2 separate regions of the Hordeum vulgare genome follow, and region 2 is linked to region 1. The links are chromatin contacts, called in public Hi-C maps. All regions are on one chromosome and are shown on one strand. Each heading gives the region's core, a stretch centred on a gene start, on an enhancer-like site or on the middle of the called end of the contact. The rest is flanking DNA. Distances are from core to core; before and after follow the strand shown. Region 1 holds the start of LOC123402163 (syntaxin-22-like). Region 2 holds the start of LOC123401982 (protein MODIFYING WALL LIGNIN-1).

What was found. Hi-C and Micro-C count contacts between places; a contact is called where the count stands out from the background.
Region 2: a contact with region 1 is called in a Hi-C map of seedling, with 2.4 times the contacts expected there. The contact joins the promoter of LOC123401982 here to the promoter of LOC123402163 in region 1. A contact is called at or near these places in 2 of 6 Hi-C or Micro-C datasets (leaf and seedling) and 1 of 1 datasets of contacts at active chromatin or transcription factors (embryo).

The regions. Positions count from the first base shown.
Region 1 is chr6H:461,941,144-461,946,021 of MorexV3_pseudomolecules_assembly, forward strand. It overlaps LOC123402163 (syntaxin-22-like), which reads right to left and starts at 2,299. Exons shown (of 7, transcript XM_045096042.1): 1 at 1,860-2,299; 2 at 1,566-1,659; 3 at 1,274-1,410. The coding sequence starts at 2,029.
Region 2 is chr6H:462,131,716-462,136,593 of MorexV3_pseudomolecules_assembly, forward strand. LOC123401982 (protein MODIFYING WALL LIGNIN-1) reads left to right here and starts at 2,226. Exons shown (of 3, transcript XM_045095846.1): 1 at 2,226-2,856; 2 at 2,940-3,151; 3 at 3,286-3,921. The coding sequence starts at 2,743. The coding sequence ends at 3,595.

The DNA of each region.
Region 1 (4,878 bases), core at 1,049-3,548:
CTTATACTAGTTAAACGAGCATTTTCTGTATATACCAAAAGGGAGAGGAGTTGCTCTACTTAAATCCGGAAGTCAAGAATGAACAATAAATGTTTGATTATGCATACGAAACTAAATCCATCAGTCAGAGAAAAAAATGTCAATATAAGCCAGACAGCATCCCTGCTAAGGGTGTAGTATCAGGCATGATTTCCCATGAAAATTGCCACAATCAAGTTATAGTTTTCTAGAGTGGTACAATATGGTCAGAATGATTCACAGACAAAACATCATCGAAATGATCCAATTATTCCAAATTTAGTCTTCCCCTTCTCTCCATTAACGGGACAAAGTACGTAAATACTAGCGACTGGTTAGAATTAGATGCACCCCACTAATATCTGAATGTGACAGATCAGTAAAGGGAGCCTGTGCGAGATGTGTGCCTGCACAGAGCCCCCAAATATCTAGGGCCCCCAATTTGTTTCTATGCATTATACTTATTAGAAATAATTATGAGAATAGTCATGAATTTAAGATTATGCAATAAATACATGAGCTTTACTACTGGGTATCTGACCACCGCATGCAAGCCTCTCCCTTTTCATCTCGTCCAATCTCAGTTGCACATTTCTCTTTCTCTTCTAATTGCAGCGCACCATGGTCTTCCTCTTTCAATCACATGTGTAGCAAGCAGCATCCATGTGAAATTAACCACAACTTCAATTTTCTTCATAGCAGTATTCCCTTTGACTAATTTCTTTATAATTTCTCCAAAACATATATAAAATTAAAATTTTGAGTACATACTTATGTTCTACGATGACACAAGATATACTTAGTGGATTGGCTATTATAGCACTTGGAAATAAAGTTTAAGAGAAAAGCTTTTATGATAAATATAATTGAAGAGGAACGATATAATGATGGGAGGGCGGGCTGGCACAGCGGTATAGTCTCTCCACTTGTGGCCTGGAGGTCTTGGGTTCGAACTAGTCTCCTTGCAGGATTAAAGGGTAAGGTTGTATATTATCAGTTGTTTAAACACTTGTGTCACCATAGTCCCAGAGTGTCTGAGTATGTGTAAAATGTACTCCCTCTGTACAGAAATATAAAGATCGTTTAGATCACTATAGCCTCCAAAGAATGGATGACAACTGTGGTAATTCCAATTAATTTAAGATTCTGAACTGTGCAACTCATTTAACATATAAATGTGGGTGTTCAAGTGTAATGAAACACATGAGATAAAACTTGTGGATGAATTGATATTAGAGTGGACAAGCATTAATACCTTGGCTGAGCACTCTGGGTAACAACCGGCTTATATGCCATCTCCCTCTGAATTGCAAGATTCTGAAGTTTCCTGAATTCCTCCATCGTCGCAGCAAAATCTTTGGCAAGCTTCATGTCAGCTACCCGCTTGTCTGCCTGTAGGTGACACCCAAATTCATGAGCATCATGACAAACAGCTGACACTCATCTTAACCGAGCTTAAACTGCCTCATCCTGGCAGAAATATTGCTATTGATCTAAAAGAAGGGGATACAATTTGTATCGTAGGAAGGTGTTGAATTATTACTGACACTAGTTCCAGTGCTCTTGTCTGCTTCCGCAGTACTTGTCAGCTTCTCCTTCGCATCCTTGGCCAACTGCAGGACTTTATGACTAGTCTTCTGCCTGAGGAAATCGTTGTAGCGCAAAGTAATTCAGAAAGTGACACCAGCATGCCGTGAAGGCATTAGCCCCCCTCGATCCTAGTACCAATTAGAGCACAAGCCATGTGCTCCTAACTTGAAATGGGCAAAATTGCTTCAAATAACTAGCACATGATGAGATTAGTTCAGCGAGACGAGAGGGGGAGGGGGTTGAGGACGGACAGCTGATCGCGGAGGGTGGGCGTGTCCTTGGGCGTGCCGAGCGAGTTGAGGAGGCGGCGGTAGGAGGACACCGCGGTGGTGATCTGGAAGACGAGCGCGCGCGTGGCGTCGGCGCCCCTCCCCCTCCTGGGCGCCTGCAGCGCCCCGGACTCCAGATCCGCGAAGCTCATCGCCGATCCCTCCCGCCCTCCCGCGCCGTCGAGCCCGTACGCTCGGTCACGCCGCGCGGCGAAAGGTGGCGGAGGCGGTCGACCGGACTCGCCGGAGCGTAGGTAAGGGCAGGGGTCGCCGTCCGTCGCCACCGGCCACGCACGCAGTGAGGTGCCCCGGTTTCTTTATTATTCCATGGATTGGCTGTTGTTGCGATCGAATTGATTGATGAGAGAGGGGTGATAGGACAGCACGAGGTGGCACGAACAGAACAGGCGTCGCGGGCTCGATCCACGCCCGGGATTTGGGAGGAGTGCTTGGCGTCAACCGAACCGCACACCCGGCGGTCGCACTCGCACCGCTTTGGGTGAGTTGGGTTAGTCCAGCGGGGGGCCGGAGGACCAGCTGGTCGGCCGGAACGCCGAAAGTCGATCGCCATCGGGAATTATCGTCACGGTTGGATTATTTATTTTTTCAGAACCGCCTTCCTTCATATTCTACTAGTACAAATGCACGTGCGATCGGGCGAAAAAATAGACATAACCTACTTCATGTCTCATTGTACATCAGTTTTTAATATCCATTTTAATAAACATTGATAACATGATTAAACGTGGGAATTTCATTATCTTTTCAATAAAAGTTAACGTTTTAGCAAAAGAACCCGTGCGTTGCGATATGTATGAAAAAAATTCAGGGTTTACATGATATTCGACAGTTTATCTATCATGGTGAAATAGTGAGTTTTATTTCTCAATCTGTTATATTCTTCCTCGTCTTATCATGAATTTGTATTTATTACTTGACCACTTCAAAGATAAAATGGCCCATTAGAGAGTAATGAATTTACAATGCTTGATACTTTTTTGTTGTTGTACTACCGCCAGCAGTAGGAGCACACCAACTACACTAACACGGCTACTTCCCTTGACACTATCATTAGAGGTCGAACATGATAAGGATTAGGACATGTGAAGTTGCGGGTGAGATGATATGACGAAGGCGAGTAGCCACGGGAATGGAGGTGGTGCACGAAAGGACCGAGGACATGGTCGGCGTAGGCATGACCACATGCTTCTCTCTCTCTCCCTAGCTAGCATGCACGGCAAAATATGAAGCAACCACTCCTCGAGACCCATTTCAAGCATGATGCATTGTTGTCGTATTTTCTCAACGCTTCATCCTTTCTCTCATCAGCGGCATGAAAACATCCAGACTCGAGGAATATATTGATGATTAGTTAGTCGAGAGGTGAGCCCCAAATATATTTTCCATAAATAAATAGTATTTCTTTTCAATATTTTTTAAACAAATCTTTCTAATATTTGAGGCACACATCTTTTAAGTACTATAACTATTAATGTATTCATAATTAAGATTAAAATATTGTAGGCTTAAACATTGAGTGTATGCTAGCAGAGATCGACATCTAGCTCTACAAAAAAAAGACATCTAGCAGCAGAGAAAACAGTGCAACATGTTGCACTCAATCCCATCAAGAATTATTTTTCCACCGCTCAATTCTTATCTTCTCCACCGACCACACAGTGGCACTTCTCCATCCACCATCCTTGTACGCCATCGACAATCGACCAGCACCACCAGACCTCCTCCCGCGCCTCCGCCACAGGCCCAGCCAGCACTCGCACGCGCAGGCTCGCCGCCAGCTAGGAGCCCATACATAGCCAGCCGCACTGCAACAACTCCGACGCTTGTATGTCGCCTCCTGCACCTCCCCCTCGAGCCAGACGCCTGCACCCTCGCCTCCTGTCCGGCGAACGTTGCCATCGCCGGCTGACCCCTGCAACTCATTCCCTTCACACTAACTCCCTCTGGATCTCCCGCTCACCTCCATGTATCTAACCTCCCACGAGGCTATGTTCCTCTTCCCCGAGGGTGGCCTGTACCTGTGTCTGCCCAGCGCCATAGCCATGACTGGTTCATCCGCGTTGGTGATGCACTTTCCCTGATCCATTCTCGCATCAGGGAGGTAAGGAGGAGGGGCGGCCGGAGTGAAGCCACCGCACTATCCTCGGCGAGTGGAGGAGGGGGAGGGGCAGCGCGCAGGCCCATTCTCGCATCAGCCAAGGGAGGAGGAGGAGGAGGGGCGGCCGGGAGGAGGAGGGGAGGAGAGGGAGGGAAGAGGAGGAGGAGGGGCGGCGGAGCACCGACTTCCTTCTGCCTCGACACCGCCGGCACCAGCCGCCGACGACCTGCGCCCGAAGCTCCCGCGAGTACGCCGTGCTCGAGCCCATCATGGAGGGAGGGGTGATTCTTTAAAAGTGAAACTTTTTTCAACTTAATAAAGGACTGCAAAGGACCGCGGGTTGATTTAGAAGAAACGAAAGGGTGTTTTCACAAAAATGCCACGACGGACGACCAGAAACCGTATTTGCTTTATTATGCAAAATCTTTCTTTTCTCCATCTTCTCCACACAAAAGATAATACCAGCCTCAATTGTCATACTCCTCTTGAGTGCTTCCCCAAAATTTTCTTCTATCATCCAGCCCATAGAATATGCCATCGTGTTCAAACACCGCTGTAAAGAAATTGGAATTTTCTCCTGCAAGTAGAAGTACACAATTGTTATGTGTCATGGATAATGCCAACTGTTGTTAATGAATATGCATATCATTTACTGAATATGTTTTGCAACAACGCTTCCATATCTGTCCCTAATCAAATATCAAGCATTGTTTTTGTACCACGTTTCAGTAAATTTGGCCACTAAATTATGAACATATATCAAAACATACAGTACACTGATTTCTTCCACTCAATTCCGAACCTATATCAATTCTGAAAGTGCAGTACAATATTTCAGTTTTCTGAAACTGATTTGAACCTATATCAATTCTGAACCTATAT
Region 2 (4,878 bases), core at 976-3,475, 190 kb after region 1:
ATGTGCCTGAGAAACCTTGAGTCATCAGTGCACTTGTTCTGGCAATGCCCGATAGCAATATCAGTGTGGTCGCAGGCAGCATCGTATGTCGGTTGCAGCTCTCTCCGCCCAAGAAAATGGTCTTGCAACAATAAGTCAGCAGCTATCATATCCAAAATGATAAGCAATGCACCGGCAGAGGACAGCAAGGCGATCAAAACAATGGTCATCCTAATTCTTGCTGAGATTTGGAAGGAGAGAAACGAATGCACCTTCAGAAACAAGAAGGGGCAAGCCCAAGACATAAAGGAGGAAATCAACAGAACACTTAGGCTGTGGCGCGACGCAGGCGCAGTCCAATTGGAGCACCCCTTTGGGGAACCACCATGAGAGATTCCTAGCTACCCCATCCCACTTTTTTTGTTGTTCTTCCTCTTACATCCTTGATCCATTGATCACCCCCACCCTTTGATGTATTTCTTCTCCATGTGCTTCCTGCTATTTTAATTCAAGCCGGCCATCGCCGGATCTTTAAAAAAAATGCTCTCACACTCGGACCCATCCGTGGAGTCCTCGTAAAGGCAAACGAAGAGATCGAGGGCAGACTCATCGGGCTCGAGGGTAAACACCTGCCGAGCCGCGACCTGGAGGGCCATCGCATGCTTGACCTAGCGCTGGGGCTGCAAGCGCCCACAACACTTGCAACGATGGCCAGCGGGTAGGAGGGGAGCCAACCGATACGGAACCGAGGGCTGATGAAGAAGGACTTCGTAGGACGATGCACGGAAATGCGCCGTGTCGCACACACGCGGCGACTCCACGTCGAGCGCAACTTCGTGAAGCCATGCTGAATTATTGGCGATGAAGCTAAGAGCTCCAAATCGGATCTCACCGCCAAGGATCAAGGTGATGACGAAAATTCCACATGCATCGGATATTTGCTAGACGTGCAACCCCACGATGGGCGCCAATCGTCGAGGCAATGAACCTGATAATGAGTACTAGGGGTACAAACAAGGGGCGGAGCCTTGCTACGACACAAGTGTATCACTCGGTTTTAGTTTGTTCAGACCCCTCTCAAAGAGGTAATAGCCGTACGTCTCGTGCTTGGAAGCTTGTGTTTTCTCTTAGAGTATGTTATTACAATGGATGTTGAACCCTTGACAAGGAGTAAGGGAAGACTTATATAGAGTGAACTGTTCCCAGTGAGCCGTTACAAAAGAAATGAAGGAGTATAAAAACAATTGTTACTGGTAGCAGTATCTACAACTACACTTGAAGCTCAACATTAAGTCTCTCGAACGCTGCATCTCCCACATCGTCTCTTCACCTTCCACGTCCGAGTGCGGTGAACGAGGCCGATTGGTGGTTCCACATCCGAATGAAGGAATCATGTCTAAGTGAATAGACCGTATCCGAGTGGACATCTGAGAGTGGATGTTCGGATGCGCCTATGGTCCGGAGGCCTCTCAATGACGGTTTGGGGTCGTAGACGGACCCTAGATGTCAGGTCCATGACCCTACCTTTAGTATGACCCTATCTTTAGTATGTGACCCCATCACCTACCGTCGGGGTCATCACCTACCGTCGGGGTCGATGGCGGTAGGAATGCATGTCTTACCATGAAAAAAAAATAGTATCAAACCTAGTGTATGTATGCACCTACCGTCAGACAGTTGAACGATAACGTTGCACATGTTATCGTTAATTTATTTGATGGTAGAAATGTACTGCGCTGACATGAACAAGTTTTCTATCGTCAAGATTCTTTACTGTAGGGAGTTATACCCTATTGTTATATACCGAAATGTTTATAAACCGGGTCAGGCCCGGCTAAAAAGATCAAAACCCCAAATTTACCACCGCGGTGGCTTGCTACCTTCCTCCTCGGCCGCGTCAGTCGGCACGGGACCCCAAGAGAATAATCGTCCAACCTGCGTCACCGGGAAAAGATCCTTCCCCTGCTGCGCCCGCCACTCGGCGTCCCCGTCGCCGCGGGCTGCCTCGCTGCGAACGCGAAGGCAGAGCAGCGGAGTCGATAGTCGCGCGGCACGACACCGAAGGAAGAGGATTCCTCTGGACCCCGTCCTCCTGTCCCGGGGGCCTTTCTCTAGATTTCCACCTTTCGCCTTTTGGATCCTTCGCACGCACAAGCACCGGTCATAATAAGCAGCTCGTATTTTACCCGGCCATTTGGGTGGCGTGACCACGACACGACTGGTTAGCATGCATGCATGTAAACAACCGCAAGTTGGCTGTGGGCGTAGGGCGATTAGGACAAGCCACTACTACGGTGCGTGCGTGTGTGTGTGTGTATGATTCGTTCCGTGCAGGCTTCGGCTTTCCTAGCTCTCACCTCCCCCAAGCAAGCAAGCAACCGCCTTATCCGGCTTTGACCAAGCCGTTCGCCGCCGGGTGAGTTCGTCCGCCCATCAAGATGGGGCCGGAGCCTCCTCTCCTGCCAATTCCGTCATCGTCGTCGTCCCCTTCCTAGCCAGCACGCGGCCACAAAGCTTTACCTAGTAGGCAGCGGTCCATACGGGTGGACGAATCCATGCGGTTTTCAACGGTTTGTTTAGCCCCCGGTCTCCCACCTCCGCCTCTGCTTCCATCGTCTCCCGCCGCCACCAACCGTGTCTGATTGGTCGTTGGTCGCATAATTCGCCAGTATATATGTAGCGAATCATTGTGTCTGAATTCCCGCAAGGGACAGCGAGGTAGCAGTTCGGGTTTCAGCTCGAGCTCGAGCTCGTCCCGTGGTGATGGAGAAGGGGGTCAGAGGGATGTCCTGCCGGGCCGCGGTCTGCGGCATCGTCGTCCTGCTCTGTGCCACCGCCTTCTCATGCTCCCTCGCCGCCGAGTTCCACAGAGTCAAGGTCAGCCTCCTGCTCCTGCTCTCTTTGTTGCGCTCGTCGTGTTGCAATTGGCGAGATCGGATCTGATTCGGTTGCTCGATCAGGAGAAGGACTTGAAGCTCGACGGCAGCCTCTGCTCCTTGCCCAAGAGCTCCGCCTTCGAATTGGGCGTCGCGGCCATCGCCTTCCTCTCCGTCGCGCAGCTCGTCGGCACCACCGCGGCGGCGACCTCCATGTGCGCCTCCAGCTCCAAGCCCAACAAGTCAGTCGCCGGCGGAGGCCGCGTCGCGCCCGTCGCACTCCTGGCCCTCTCATGGTACGCGCACTTATACGGTATAACATGACCATGGTGGCGACATAAATACGCGCGAAAGCACCACGCTAGAATTATGTGTGGCCGAGGCCGAACAAATTCGCTGACGAGAGGGTGGCGTGCGTGCGTGCGTGCAGGGTGTGCTTCGCGCTGGCCGTGATCCTGCTGGCGACCGCGGCGAGCATGAACAGCGGGCAGCGGTACGGCCGGGGGTGGATGGACGGCGACTGCTACGTCGCCAGGAACGGCGTGTTCGGCGGCGCCGCCGCGCTGGTCGTCGTCACGGCGCTCCTCATCCTCGGCCTCACCTTCGCCACCAAATCCGCGGCGGCAGGCTCGAGCACGACGTCGTGCGCCAGAGGAGACGCCGCCTGCACAACTACCATCCGTGTCGACGCGGCAACAGGCGCGGGCGCGGAACGGCCGGGCGGGCGATCCAAGCAATGATCGACCGGACACGAGGGTGGGGCGGGCCAACCGGTGAAGGGATCGTTGGCACGCTTCGCTGTTCGTCCCGGAAAGGCCAAGCCGAGTGGAGCCATCTTCTTCTTCTCTTTTCTGCTCTCGGGTGGGGCATCTTGGTAGGCTGGCAAAGCAGAGAAAGGCGATCTCGGGAGTACTACCGGTGGATAGGATGGGAGGGACACAGAGTCACAGACACAGTACATAGAATTACTGACACATTTACTGACATGGCCGTGCAAATTGTAAATGACATTACGGAGCTGGTAACAAGGAAAGATCCTCAAGGATCGTACAGAAAATAGCAGAAATTACACGGGTTTGTGTTCTGCTGCCATTTTGAACACCAACAACAACTCTAAACCCAAACCAACGCGTTCTTTGTCTGTTTGAATTGGCTTGTCCGTCTCTTTTTGCAATTTGATTGATAGCGCGTTCAATGCGATAGTCGGGTTCCGTGCTTCGAAGATCCAAAAAGTTTTGAGCTGTGGGTGCGCAAGCTCCACGACCTTACTCTACAACGCTGCCTCACAGCGACGCTCCGGCGTGATCGAGCTAGGGAAGAGGGACGGTGTGTTCGAAATCTATCCTAGAGCTAATAATAAATTAGTTATTACTATATTTTTTATTCATGATAATCGTTTATTATCCATGCTATAATTGTATTGATTGGAAACACAAATACATGTGTGGATACATAGACAAAACACTTTTTCTAGTAAGCATCTAGTTGACTAGCTCGTTGATCAAAGATGGTTAAGATTTCCTAACCATAGACAAATGTTGTCACTTGATAACGGGATCACATCATTAGGAGATTGATGTGATGGACAAGACCCAAACTATAAACATAGCGTATGATCGTGTCAGTTTATTGCTACTGTTTTCTGCATGTCAATGTATCTGTTCCTATGACCATGAGATCATGCAACTCCCGGACACCGGAGGAATACCTTGTGGGTTATCAAACGTCGCAACGTAACTGGTGACTATAAAGGTGCTCTACAGGTATCTCCAAAGGTGTCTGTTGGGTTGGCATGGATCAAGATTGGGATTTGTCACTCCGTGTGACGGAGAGGTATATCGGGGCCCACTCGGTAATACAACATCACAACAAGCCTTGCAAGCAATGTGACTAAGGAGTTAGTCACAGGATCTTGTATTACGGAACAAGTAAAGAGACTTGCCAGTAACGAGATTGAACTAGGTATGGAGATAACGATGATCGAATCTTGGGCAAGTAACATACCAAAGGACAACGGAATTAT